Linked DNA regions of Sus scrofa: region 2 is linked to region 1. The links are chromatin contacts, called in public HiChIP or PLAC-seq maps. All regions are on one chromosome and are shown on one strand. The core of a region is the stretch at or near the end of the contact, and the rest is flanking DNA. Distances in the headings are between cores, read along the strand shown.

Evidence for each region. HiChIP or PLAC-seq counts read pairs in DNA pulled down with a chosen protein or histone mark.
Region 2: a contact with region 1 is called in an H3K27ac HiChIP or PLAC-seq map of skeletal muscle, with 5 times the contacts expected there. The contact joins two enhancer-like sites. A contact is called at or near these places in 4 of 47 Hi-C or Micro-C datasets (embryonic fibroblasts, liver and skeletal muscle) and 1 of 2 datasets of contacts at active chromatin or transcription factors (skeletal muscle).

What each region holds. Positions count from the first base shown.
Region 1 is chr1:3,451,162-3,457,268 of Sscrofa11.1, forward strand. No RefSeq gene overlaps it. Among named protein-coding and RNA genes, the nearest start is that of PDE10A, 330 kb to the left of the region's middle. Within about 2 kb of position 3,985, at least 8 of the 83 cell types and tissues checked have an H3K27ac peak or open chromatin away from gene starts, as enhancers often do. A contact at or near this core is called in skeletal muscle, where this site is marked.
Region 2 is chr1:4,244,413-4,251,343 of Sscrofa11.1, forward strand. No RefSeq gene overlaps it. Among named protein-coding and RNA genes, the nearest start is that of QKI, 640 kb to the right of the region's middle. Within about 2 kb of position 4,664, at least 15 of the 83 cell types and tissues checked have an H3K27ac peak or open chromatin away from gene starts, as enhancers often do. A contact at or near this core is called in skeletal muscle, where this site is marked.

The sequences.
Region 1 (6,107 bases), core at 2,735-5,234:
ACGGAAATGAGAATGAAAACCACTGTGAGACACACCTTACAGAATGTCTTGCCTTGAAAAGAACCATCATGCAAGTGTTGATAAGGATGTGGAGGCCCTGGAACTCTCAGGCACGGCTGGTGTGATTGTACAACCAGGGGTCAGGCACGGCTAGTGTGATTGTACAACCAGGGGTCACTCTGGGAAAGCATTTGGCAGCTTCGCAAAAGTTGGAGCGTATGCCTTCCGCGTGACCTCCTCTTGGGTATTTACTCTGGAGCCTTGAAAGCCCACATCTATGCGAATATTTGTACACATGTTCACAGCAGTTTTATTTGCAATAGCCCCAAACGTATATATACTTAAATGACTATGAATAGATGAATGAATAAACAAAATTTGATATATCCCTACAATGGAATCCTATCCAACAATAAAAAGGAATGTGCTCTTGATACTGGCCACAATTGAAGGGAATCCTAAAATGAGGATGCTGAGTGAAAGAAGCAGAACAAAGAAAGGCTATATTGCATGATGTCACTTATACACAGTTCTCTAAGCTGCAAACTCTTCTCTAATGACCGACAGTGAGTGAGCAGTTCTTGGGAAAGGGGGTGAAATGCAGGAGCGGAAGGAAGGACTTCAAAGGGGCAGAAGGAAACTTTTCATGTGGTTTTCATTTCCAATCCTTGTTGGTGGTACATAAACCTGTCAAAATTCTCAAATTGTACACTTTAGCTATGCAGTGCTCTCTGTGTTAGATATAGCTCACCAAAGCTGGTAGAGATGCAAATAAACAAGTAATCTACTGGAGAATGTATTCTGCCTCCCCCAAGTAAAAAATAACAATCACTTTAGAAATTTACGGCAGGATAGAGTTCCCACTGCGGTGCAGCAGGTTTGGCTGCGTCTCTGGAGTGCTGGGGCACAGGTTCAATCCCCAGCCTGGCCCAGCTGGTTAAGGATCCCAGGAAGATTGTCGACTTTGGCTCAGATTTGATCCCTGGCCCAGGAACTCCATGTGCTGTGAGGTGGCCATAAAAGAAATAAACCATTTCTGGCATGACATTGTGCTGATCTAGAGTGATTTGCTCTCTGAGTTAGACCCACGGCCTGTTGAGCCTCCAGCCCCAGTGGCTCTGCGGCCCGCATGACTGATGTTTGCGAGGCATGGTGCTCCTGATCAGACGCTTCAGGGGCAGTGATTGCACGTCCTGGTTCGCTGCTGATATTGCTTTGTTCTTGGAGCCTAGTCAGTGATTCTGAATTGTTTGTTCCTCCCTGTGTGTACACACCACCCTCGCGGTTCTTCTAGTTTCTTTATGCGGTGTGTGCACCGCGAGTTCTGCCTGCTCCCAGTCTCAGTGTGGATGTATTTTATTAATGCTTTGAGCAGTGCTTGTGGTGCAGGGTGACGTCCTGCCTCTGTGACACGTGTCCCGCGAGGCCCCAGGCTGACTGAGGTCTTTAAGCTGTAAGGATGACAGCATCCTACATGCTGCTCTAATTGCCTCCAGCTATGGGATTCTACACCTGCACTAAGCACACCTCTCAGGTTTTGGTGCATGGTGCCATACCCAGTAAATCCTTTAGGAAGCAGGTGCTGTGTGAGTGGGCTATCATGGGGGAGGGACTTCACTGGACTTTGTCCTGCTGGGGTGAGGGGACAGCCAGGCCCTGAGAATACGTCATGAATCGTTGTCTGTGGATCTCTGCCATATGGCGCCCTGCCAGCAGCTTCCCTGGGGGCAGGCAGACACCCGAGCCTGAGGGCTTCCCTAGACGGCCGCCTGACCTCTCAGACGTGCAGAAGGGCACCAGCTCTCCTGAGACCAGATTTTAGGTAAGGCAGACAGAGCAGAAAGGTTGAAAGGATGGAGAAAAAAAAATGACAGAATGGACCTAGTTTTGTTTTATTTTATTATTTTGTCTTTTTAGGGCTGCATCCACTGCATATGGAGATTCCCAGGCTAGGGGCCTAATTGGAGCTGTAGCTGCCGGCCTACACCACAGCCACAGCAACACCAGATCTGAGCTGTGTCTGCCACCTGCACCACAGCTCATGGTAATGCTGAGTCCTTAACCCACTGAGTGAGGTCAGGGATTGAACCCTCAACCTCAAGATTCCTAGTCGGATTCGTTTCTGCTGCACCATGACAGGAACTCAACCTAGTTATATTTTAAAGCAGGATCTAAACATTACAGTGTCTTAGGTGATATGAAAGAGGCATACTGTTATATTTAGGATGTAGCCTTTCAGTTACCTCGAGAGGGAGGAGCTGGAGCTGTGGCCTGTGTGATGGGTGGGCCTTGTCTGATCAGTTGAGGTTTCCCAGAGAAGAAGGAATTTGACCTCAGGATCCCAACATCTGCTCCTGCCTGGGTGTCCAGCCTGCCCACCTGCCCCTTGGATTTTGGAATTGCCAAGCCCCACAGTCTCACAAGCCTATTCCTTAAACTAAGTCTCTTTCTCTCTATCTCATGTTGGTTGTTTCTCTGGAGAACCCTGACTGATACCATGTGGGAGAAAAGCCTTTAAAAACAGCAGAGGACGTTTTGATAGTTTGCGGGTAGAAAATTTACTTTTGGAGATTTTGAGTCACTTGCATCCTTTATGCTGACTCCGGGGACAGAGGCCCAGGCTGGGTCTCCCCTGCCCCCTGGCAAGTCTCTGCCTGGCTTTCTGGAACCCATGGGCTCTCCCTGCCATGGCCCTGAGGCTGGTGAGCAGAGGCATGATTTGGCTACACATGTGTCTTTGGGGGCACTCCCCCCGCCCCAATATTTAAAGAGCTTTCCTTGCAATCCTTGCAATTAGAATCTGCGACAATTCCGGATCCTGATGCAGCAGTGGGTGAGCTGTTGGGTTGGGTGGGTCTGTCCCGGGCATTCGTTTTGGAGGAATGTGTCGTGAAGCTTCTCTCTAAAGGATCTACTGTCATACTGGCTTTTGCTGGAAGCAGGACATGGCACCAAAAGGACCCTTCTTCTGATGCCACATGAAATGCAGACTTCTTTCTGTTTTCTCAGCGCCTGGGGAGAGCCGGCACTGGGTACTCCCTCAGCCTTTGGATTCGGTGGTCTGGAGTCACTCTTGGTCCATATCCCTAAAGCTTTGATCTTTCCAGTTTCCACGCAAATTTTACATCTTTTCCGTACGCTTTGTTTTTCTCACTAAGGGCTAGATTCAGCCTTTGATAAATTCTCATTTGCAGAAGGGGAGCAGAAGGAGAAAGAAAGCACTGGGGCTGTTATTAAAAAAAAAATCAGGTTTTACTCTGTCTCTTTATCATGTGATCATTTTGAAGTTTGAGGAGTCACACACACACACACACACACACACACACGCGCACACGCACATTTCAAGCGTGAAAAGAATTTGAATTAAATCAGGCACCACGGGAAGGGATGGAACTCAGAGAGGCACTCTGAGGGCTGTGACAAGCCTTTTCTTTATTCTCTTGAGCTAATTGTGTCACTTGACACACTGCATCAGGCATCGTGAAATTCTGACAGGCTAATTTGAGCTTGTGGTTCCAATGAAATGTACATAAGGCACTTGTTATATTTAGTGACAATCAGTGTCATTTTCTGTTTAAAAGCCGTCCGCTGATTTGGTTGCCTCCGAGTGCAGGAGCCCTCTGGAGGGAGGTAAAGACCGAAGGCTGGACCCGATCTTGGCTGCTTAGAACGACCCTGGGGCAGGAACTGGGAGAACTCCCGGTAGTGACTCACTCTGGCGTTTGACAGGAAAATGGGCTCAGCCTTGTCTTTCACCTCTACCAGGCTGGATCTTACAGATTCTGAGCAGCAGCGATTCAAAGGGTGATTTCCTTTAGTTCCAAGTCCGATGTGTGGCTCTAGGTGGAAATTTGAAGCTAATTCCATATGGATTTGAGGAAACCCTAAGTGTGAGAAAAAAATAAATACAAGGAGCAGGAGAACAGGATCTATTCTGCCAGTAGGTGGCAGTGCCCAGCCAAGCAGAGCGCGGCTTCCCGATTGGCCTGTCACAGGGAGCCGAGCGTTGTATCAGATTTCCCTTTGGCGCAGAAGGTCAAGTCCAGGGTGAGTCTTTGAAAATGCCGCACGCATGCCGGCAGCAACCAGGACTGACCCTTAAAAAAAAAAACAACCTCAGGAACGAGGTGGCTAAAGAGAGTACCCAAGCAGTGTCCCCGCTGAAATAAAGTCTGAGGTCATGGGTCAAAAGAGGCACACAGATCTGGGCTGTTTAGTCCATAGAGTGGTCACTTTCATTAGGTGACGGGGAGTTTCATTTCCCTGTAAAAAAAGAAAGTCACGGGAAAATAATTTTTTAGACTGCTTATCTCTCAGAAAGATGACGAAGATATTCTAAATAATGCATGTCTTCTAAACCTTGTGCATCCCCCCCCCAGCCCCCCCAAGGAATCTCAGGGCTGGAACAGCGAGGATTGGAGCAGGTCAAGGTAGTATGTAATTACAGTGCCAGATGGGAGACTGTTTCTGCCAACCACGATTCTAATTTAGTCCTTCCCTTTATCCAGCACTAAATTGACTCTACTTAATAGAGGCAGCCACACACTGCCAAGATCACCACTGCCTGTGGAGCATTCTGATTTGTACCTGACTTGTAACCTTTCAGAAAAGCCACAGTTTTAGATTGGATGAAAAACGAAATAGCAATATTATAAGAATAACTAAGTTCCAAAGAGACTGCAGAGGATTGAAACGGTAGAAACTAGACTGAATTGGTACCCAGATCCTGTCAAACCTTAACTGGGGGACGTGAGATGATGTCCCAGTTGGTAAAGCTGTGTTTCTAAGCTGTCGTTTCCTTAATGTCGAGCCCGGACTATCCCAGCAAGACTTTTTTGGCTCAAAAATCTTTATTGAGCCAATTTAGTTCCCCCTTACCGAGAATGATTATCAGCTAAAGCTGTCGTAACACCCTTTCCCCCAAATCGCTGTCGTTTCTGGGCAATGAAATATAATCAAGTCAGAGGTGTGCTATTTTCTAAAACAGTGGTCCAGCCATGAGGACCTGGGGATCTGGCTTCTGTCCAGAGAGGTGTGTCACTTCCCTTTTGTTAGTGGGAAGTTATGGACAGAAACGTAGGAAAGAGGTCTTAAAAACTGGAGAGAGAAGGAGAGGGAGAGAGAGTGGGAGGGAGAGAGAAGAGGGAGGGAGAGAGAGGGGGAGGGAGAGAGGGACTGGGAAGGAGAGAGGGGGAGGTAGAGAGGGAGAGAGGAGGGAGAAGGGAGAGAGAGATGGGGGGAAGGGGAAAGAGAGGGAGAGGGAGGGGGAGGGAGAAAGACGGGGGATAGAGGGGAAGGGAGAGGGGGGAGGGAGAGAGGGAGGGAGAGAGAGAAGGGGGAAGGGGAGAGGGAGGGGGAGGGGGAGGGGGAGGGAGAAAGATGGGGAGGGGAGGAAGGGGAGGGGAGGAAGAGGGGGATGAAGAGGGGGGAGGGGAGGAAGAGGGGAAGGGAGGAAGAGGGGGAGGGGAGGAAGAGGGGGAGGGGAGGAAGAGGGGGAGGGAGGGGAGGGAGAGGGAGACGGGAGGGGAAGGGGAGAGGAGGGAGAAAGACGGGGAGGGGAGGAAGGGAGGGGGAGGAAGAGGGGGAGGAAGAGGGGAGGGGGGAGGGGGGAAGAGGGGGAAGTGGGGGGGAGAGAGATCTGGAGAATCCAAGTATGGTAGATAAACAGCTCTGCACTGAGCAACACAATTTTGTGAAGCGCTTATTTTATTGGGCTTATTTTATTCTTGCCAGAGTGACCAAGTCAGAGTCCTTTGGAGGCAATTATGGCAATTTTCCAAAGGGAATTTAGCCTTGGTCAATTTTGTAAACTCCAGTAGCTACATTCTTCATTATTACTCATTTGCCCTCACAAGTTAATGCTCCTTTGCTGCAAACCTCAGAATTCCCTCATTCCTAATGCATGCGACTACTGCTCCAGGCAAAGCTCTTACTTACCCTAACTTCCTCCGTGCAAAGAGCTGGACTCAGCGCAGGAAGCTCTGCCTTCATCCCAGGTCCGTGTGTTTTGCTAGTTCCAGGTTCCTTTCCTAATCTGGACCTGGCTTACTTCTGGAGCATCCTTTTCACGTTTCTGGACGCCCTGGGAAAGGAGAGGAGGCACCAGG
Region 2 (6,931 bases), core at 3,414-5,913, 790 kb after region 1:
GCCGTCTTGAAATCCATGAGAGCTTTTGAACAAGGGCCTACATTGTTCTTTTTTGACAGCAGGTCCTGAAAACTCTGTTGCCAGTTCCTCCTGTGCTCCAGGTTGCATCATCCCATTCAGTTTTCTCTGTTGGCACTTCCATTATTCAAAGTGATCCCTTTGTTAATCTGTTTACTGACCTTTCCCTTCTCCAAGACGTGAGCTCCAGCAGAGCAGTAACTTTGCCAGCCTGGCTCAGTCCCGTGCCTCCAGCCCCTGGCACAGGGCCAGACAGAGGTTGAGTCTCAGTAAGCACAGAGTGAATTAATGACTCAGGCAGAGCACTAAAAATACAGCCGGGAGTCCGAAAAACATGGAAAGAAGTCAATGCTAGCTGGGCTTTGTGCCACGGCTTCAGACTCATTTCCCCACTGATGTGCGATCCTGACTAATGACTTGTGCGCATGACCCCTGAGAGTCAACCCCTCACCACAGGTGAAGATCCAGAATAAGACGTAAACACCGAGGGCTAGCCTGCCCCACCAGGGGTCTCATCCAAGCACTGCTTCCAGCCACCCCCGCTCCCGGCGTCGTGGAATCCCAGTGGTGTCCAGAGGGGTCCTTCCTCCTGCCTTTGTGGGCCTCCAGGAAGTGACCTCAGCCCTGCTCCAGCCCTGGACCAGGCTGGCCTGGCCGCGGCAGCCTTCCTAGGTGGAATGTTGGGACAAAGGGAAGTTCTACCGGGCCTCCTGAGAACGTCCCTCCTAGATGTTCAGAAGGGCTCCTGCAAGGTACTCTCCGCCTCTGCACACTGTCTGCCCTAAAACGGGCCTCAGAACCATTAAATCCTAGCTCCCCACCAGCCCAGGGGTAAAAGCATCAGTGGAAGAGAGGCCAGTGGAGGAAAGGCAGGGCCAGGAGCTGCCTGCTGTTGGAGACACTGAGCAAACTTGAAACCTGCCAAGTGCAGAGGACTAGTTTCCCGCTTAAGCTGGTTTGTTCCAGTTCTCTGTTATTTGGAGGCTGCAGCGTCTGAACTGCTTTGTAATTATCGCTTTTCTACAGAAAGAGAACATCAGTGAAATAGGTCTTCATTTGCATTTGCCATATACCCTCTCCTATGTTCAAGAATATGCAGTATTTGGAGTTCCCGCTGTGGTTCAGCGGTACATGCCCGACGAGTATCCATGAGGATGCAGGTTCCATCTCTGGCCTCACTCAGTGGGTTAAGGACCCGGCATTGTGGTGTGCTGTGGAGTAGCTTACAGACGCAGCTTGGATCTGGTGTTGCTGTGGCTGTGGTATAGGCCAGCAGCTACAGCTCCTATCCTACCCCTCACCTGGGAACTTCCATATGCCATGGGTGTGGCCAAAAAAAAGTATTCAGTAATGAAATTTACTTTTCCAAAAATTTCACTATATTCATGTTTGAAAACAGAGACTTTAGCCTTTTATTGTACGTCTGCACATAATGACCATCAAGACGGATCTTACATCAGAGGGTCTCTGTCAAGAAGCCAGGACTGACTGGTTGTGCTTAGACAATGAACTCTTGTGTCTGGGATCACAGCCCAGCCCCACCCCCTCCTCACCTGGGACGAAGTCAAAGGTCATGAGTTCTCTGCACCTCCCTGGCTCCTGGGCTATGATAGGAACAATTGCACTAACCCTGACCTTGGAAGCTGATTATGAGGATTCAGTAAACTGGGGCCATGCTGGTGTGAGGTTCACTGGTTCAGAGACACTCCTTGTCGCCGATGCATCCACCAAGAAAGAAGAAGGTACATAGTCAGTCTCTACCCACGAGATCGTAATCACCTTTGGGAGATGATCATTGTTTGCAGAAAGACACAAGGCGCAGATTAGCATGAACTGCAAGCGCAGTGGATGTGAGAAGAGGAAGCACCTGCCAGGGCAGAGGCAGCAAGAGCTTCTGGTGAAGATGGGCAGAGGTGGGCGGGGAGAGGACGACCTGGACCTGCGAGGGGACCCTGATGCCGCCCACGGAAGCCAAACAGGAGGCACAGAGGAGGGAAAACTCAGGGCCTCCATGGTCGTTGGCGGGAGTGGTGTGGAGGGCCTTACACCAAAGGGTTTAGCAAAGCGGAGTAAGAAGGCACCTAAGAGAGGCAGGAATGGGAACTTCACAAAAGAGTCAGCCTTGGAACGGTCTCCAGAAGGCAACAAGGAAACAAAGCAAAAAGCTTTAAAGAACATTTCGTTTAATTTTGAGACAGATAAAAAGAAAAAAATAATAAGGATGAGAGGATAGAATCCCGAAGGCAAAAAGACCATTAAAGAGATATTTCAAATGTTCTGGTTTGAGAGAGTGAACGTGGACTGATAGGGGCTTCGGTACAAGGATGATAAAGATGGTGATAAAACATTTCCACCTTCTCTCCCTCTCCCATGCTCATCTTCAAACTAACGGCTAATACTTTTCACTCTAGGGGTTAGACGAAAACACAAAATTTGAGAAAACGTCAATGTTAGGAAAAAAATAGGAAAAGAAAAAAAGTCGGCTTAGAGCTCTTCCAACCACAAGAGGGCGCTCCCGGACCCAGGAGCAGAGCTGGGGGGGACTGAGCCCGGATCATTAACGGAACTAGCGGGAGGGCTGCCCAGAAGTCCGGTCTGAAAGGGGTTACCTGGGCAGTTACAACGTGGAGACAGCCTCTGGCCTTTACCTGTGCCCTGTGACATCCACATGATCAATCCTAAGACCCGGAAAGGCACTGAAGGCTTACAAACTTAAGTACTCCCACTCTCGGTAGCAAGTCAGGATTCAGCCTCTCCAGTAAGTGGCGGATGCCCCGCAGGCAAAGCAGGAATGTCCTGATGGATCCCCAAGATTGCAGCATAGGATGCTTTCCTCCTGGGAGCTCCACTCAGCAAGGGGATTCCGCCCTACGGCAGCTGGTGACACAGGTCCGGCCCGACCTCCATTGCCCGACGTGCCCAACCAACTGGGAGAGCGCCAGGGTGCCCAAGATAAAAATAGGATGTTGCCGTGGAGCGCTGGACAGGCTGGCAGATGACACAGGGCCTTGGGAGAGCCTGGAGCCCTGCCCAGAGGCCGTCCTCGCCCTCTGCCGGCCTCGACAAGGGGAGGGGAGTTGGAGCTTCACAGGGAGTCCTGCCAGGAAAGGGCCGCGAGGCAGGGGAAGGGTGGGGAAATCATTTTCCTGTGAGTCAAAGGACAACAGCTGTCACCACGGAGGGAGAAGAGGTGGAACACTGGGTCCAAGCCTTCTCTGGAGCAGTGGCAGCTGAGTCAAAACAAGCAGTCAGAAACATGAGGCCCTTAAAAATACAGTAATTCATGCTACATCAAAGCAGTGATTAGCACAGCTTCCTGGCTGTCTCTCTGTTTATTTATGGTACATTACACATTTTAATGCTATTTTCATAAGGTATTTCAGCTGCCACGGTGCCATATTTGGGAGACAAAAGTGCCTAAGAAGTGCTGCAATTATCGGGCACCCACCCCCAGCCATCCATGAGTCTGGTGTCAACCACAATGACCACTACTTCCCCAAAGGAGAAACAGAAGAGAGAGTGTCCCCATGCAGCCTGCAGGAAGACAGGATGGAAGAGGACGCGGGAGCTGGGAAGAGGGGAGGGCACAAAGGCCAAGTTCATCTTGATTCGTCTCTTGTGGGGAAAGAGGTCAACTTTGAAGTCTTCCTTGAGATACTTCTTTTATTAGGTCATAGGACCCAGTCATCTGTTGGGGATTGCTCACCCAACTCTGGAAGCCAACAGCCCTCTCCGCAAACCAGCTTTATTTTAAATACACTTGAGTTCATGCCAGTGTCCGGGTGGGAGCTGGGAAAAGTGAAAAGCTGCTGGAAATTTCCTCACTCCTCCCCGTGACTTTCTTTCTTTTAAAGAAGGGTGGGGCGAGCATGAGTCCACTTAGGGAACAGCTCCATTCACCTCATATCAAATAGACAAGAGGCATCCCTCCCGCAGGTAAATTTAATAACCGTTTCCTCCAAGTCTGACTTCTCCTTACGATCAACCCCCGAAAAATGCAAGTCGGTGAATGTGTGCCATGGAATATGTCATCTCGGTGTTCAGAGATAAAGCGGGGGGGACAAATAAGAGAAGGTCAGGACAGCGAAGGAAAAAGACTCAGCCCTCACTGGCCCTGGGTCGGGTAACTCAGGAGAGCCGACGGGCGCCTGAGCTGAACCTTCACAACCCACCACGTGGATGCCCAAGAGGCTGCTTTCCGACGGATGAAGGTTCAATGTCATGTCAAGACAGCACTGCATTCATTGTCGAAGTTTCTATTGAAAACTGATTCCTTTGCCGATGTTGTTAATGTTTATGAAATGCTGGAGACGGGCGAGCTTCCAAAAGCAATTCATAGCCGGTTTCCCTGATTTTATGTCTGAGGCCACTGTCCTGTGGCCCTTCCCTGGATTTATCTTTAGGGCCCTTGGATTTATCTGAGGACTGGTCTCCTCACAAAAGTTTCCAACACCAGTGCCAACAGTCTCGGGTGTTGGAACTGGGTGTCTAGGAACTGGCTTCAGCCTGAAACGCATCTCACACAGACCACTTAAGAGCCATCTCAAGATAACTCCGGTCAGAATTTAACCAGCCACCTACAAATAAAGCACATCCCATGACTCTACTCTGAAGGCATTTGATTCTCCAAAGCCTCTTATTTCCAACAGTTGCATCAGCTGTAAACATACACCACACACTGGTGTTTGGTGAGTCAGGCCTCAGCAAAGAGCAGTGTCTTTTTCTGTATTTCTAAAGTTAAATTAGTTTGACTTTGAAGCATAAACTCACCAAAACAAAAGCTCAGGGACGTGTAGGTTTTGGTTGCTCTCCTAATCCTAATAATAACAGCCAACATTTAATAAGTGTCAGGCACGGCCTGTTCTAAGCAGCATCCAAGTGGGGTTTCAGTTAAGCCTCACAGCGCTCTCAGGTAGGAACATTGAGCCGAGAGACAGTGGCCCAGTAATTTGCTGAAGACCGTGTGGCAGTAAACAGGGGAGCCAGAAGCTGAGCCCGGACAGGCTGCGGGAGGGCCCCTGTTATCCACCGTGTGCTCCTCCCTGGGTCTGGGTGCATTTAACCTGGCGGAGGTCCCCGGGTCGCCTCTTTATGCATGAGGGCACGGCCCCGCTTCCTTGACAAGACAAACTGATTTCAAGAGAAAGCAAGTCCTTTTCTACCTCTTAGCAAGTTAAGGCAGCTCAGGAGCCAGGACATTCCTTGTTCAATTGGGGATTGTCATTGTTGCTGTGTCATCTCCATTTGTTTCATGGGTGGTGCTGCTTCTGCCCGAAACCGGAGCACTATGTGGGTTAAAATGTGCTCCCAAACGTTGATGTCAGATTCACACCACGGCGTCAAAGACCAGAGCCGGGGAGGTGTGGGTGCTGGTTCAGGTCCTGGTGCGGGAGGCGTCTGCTCTCCACCGTCTGCGTCCAGAAGTCTCATCGAAGCCAGGAAACACGGTTACCGTGTGGAACGCGGGAATCCACGGTGAGTTCCTGGCAGGAAAGGCCTTCTAAGCAGAGAAGTAGAAGGCATTTCCTCCAAAGTACCAGGGCTCCCAGGAAGCCTCTGGAGCTTCGTGCTGTTGGGATAAAGGGGGCCAAGGTGTAGGAGGCATTGCCGGGCCCCCTGGATGGTGCAGGGGTCGGGGGAAAAGCGGTGGGTTATTGATCTCACACACGCCTGAAGCTAGGAAGCCAGGTCCTGGGTGGGTCCCACCCGCCACTAGGGGGAGCCAGGGTTACGGGTGTCCGCCGGTTCTTAAGGTCACCAGACAGAGGAGAAATTCACTGCCACACAGCTGTCCTCACACCTTCACACATTCACACACAGCAAAGCCAACTCTGTTCCGTCTTTATGTGTGGGAGAGAGAGCGGTACGCGGGGGAGGATCCAGGACCCATCACCTCCGCAAGGGCAGCCCGCCTGGGGGGTCCATGCGAGCCAAACACCAGGGGCATGGCCTGTGGATTCCAGGAGGGCCGTTGCTCCCAGAGAGGGCGGAGGCTCACTTCTAAGTGACAGACAGACCAGCAGGCACACGGCAGTGAGGGACCTCGAGCTCGTAACTCAGCCACAACTAGGTCACCAGGAGCTCCAGGCTCCCCCACGAGGCAGGCAGCACTCAACTCCGGGAGTCTCTTAAATGACACTCAAGCCAAACTTCAGCACATTGGGTCAGAGCAGAAGAAGTCCAGTTTGGAGGCCCTGCATCACCAAGTGTCAGCAGGAGAAAGGACCTCAGAGGTCACATGGTTCAGCCCCTCTGGCGACTGGCCTGGCTCCCACTTTCTCTACGGAAAGTGCTGACACGGCTTCCTAAGCCTTAATTACACGCTGTACTCATCTCTTTAGTCAAAGAAAAGCAGAATGTAAACTCAAAACCATATTGACAGTATTGACCTACTATGGCCCCAAATGAGCTATACTTCTGCCTGCCAATGTGACAGAAACCCCCCAAGAGAAAGACACAATTCTTTGTGTCCTTGACAGACAGCATCAATTTCTGCAGCAGGCACCTTCCCCTCTAGCAGATTTAGGATACTAAAGAAAACTGGAGCCTCTGAGAATACCTTGGGGGGAAAACACTCCTGCCCTTCTCAATATTTTTGTAAGCACATGTAGGTGCGTAAGCTGCTCTGAATGCAAACCCCTAACAGACCTGTTGTAAACGCAGATCTGTACATACGTCCGGATCAGCCCAAGCGCACATCAGAAAAACAAGCTGGCTGTCCTCCCTTCCCCTCCCTCTGTAGGAATTTGGCTTGAGATGAAGGTTTGATCTTTTAGTAATAACATTCTCAGTGTCCAACTGAGTGCAGCCAAGGGAAATAAACACAACGGCTTCTGAACCTGGTTTTGCTATAGATTGACACGGCCGCTGACAAAGGATTAACCTCTTGTTGCCTCAGGCCCCTACCCTGCAA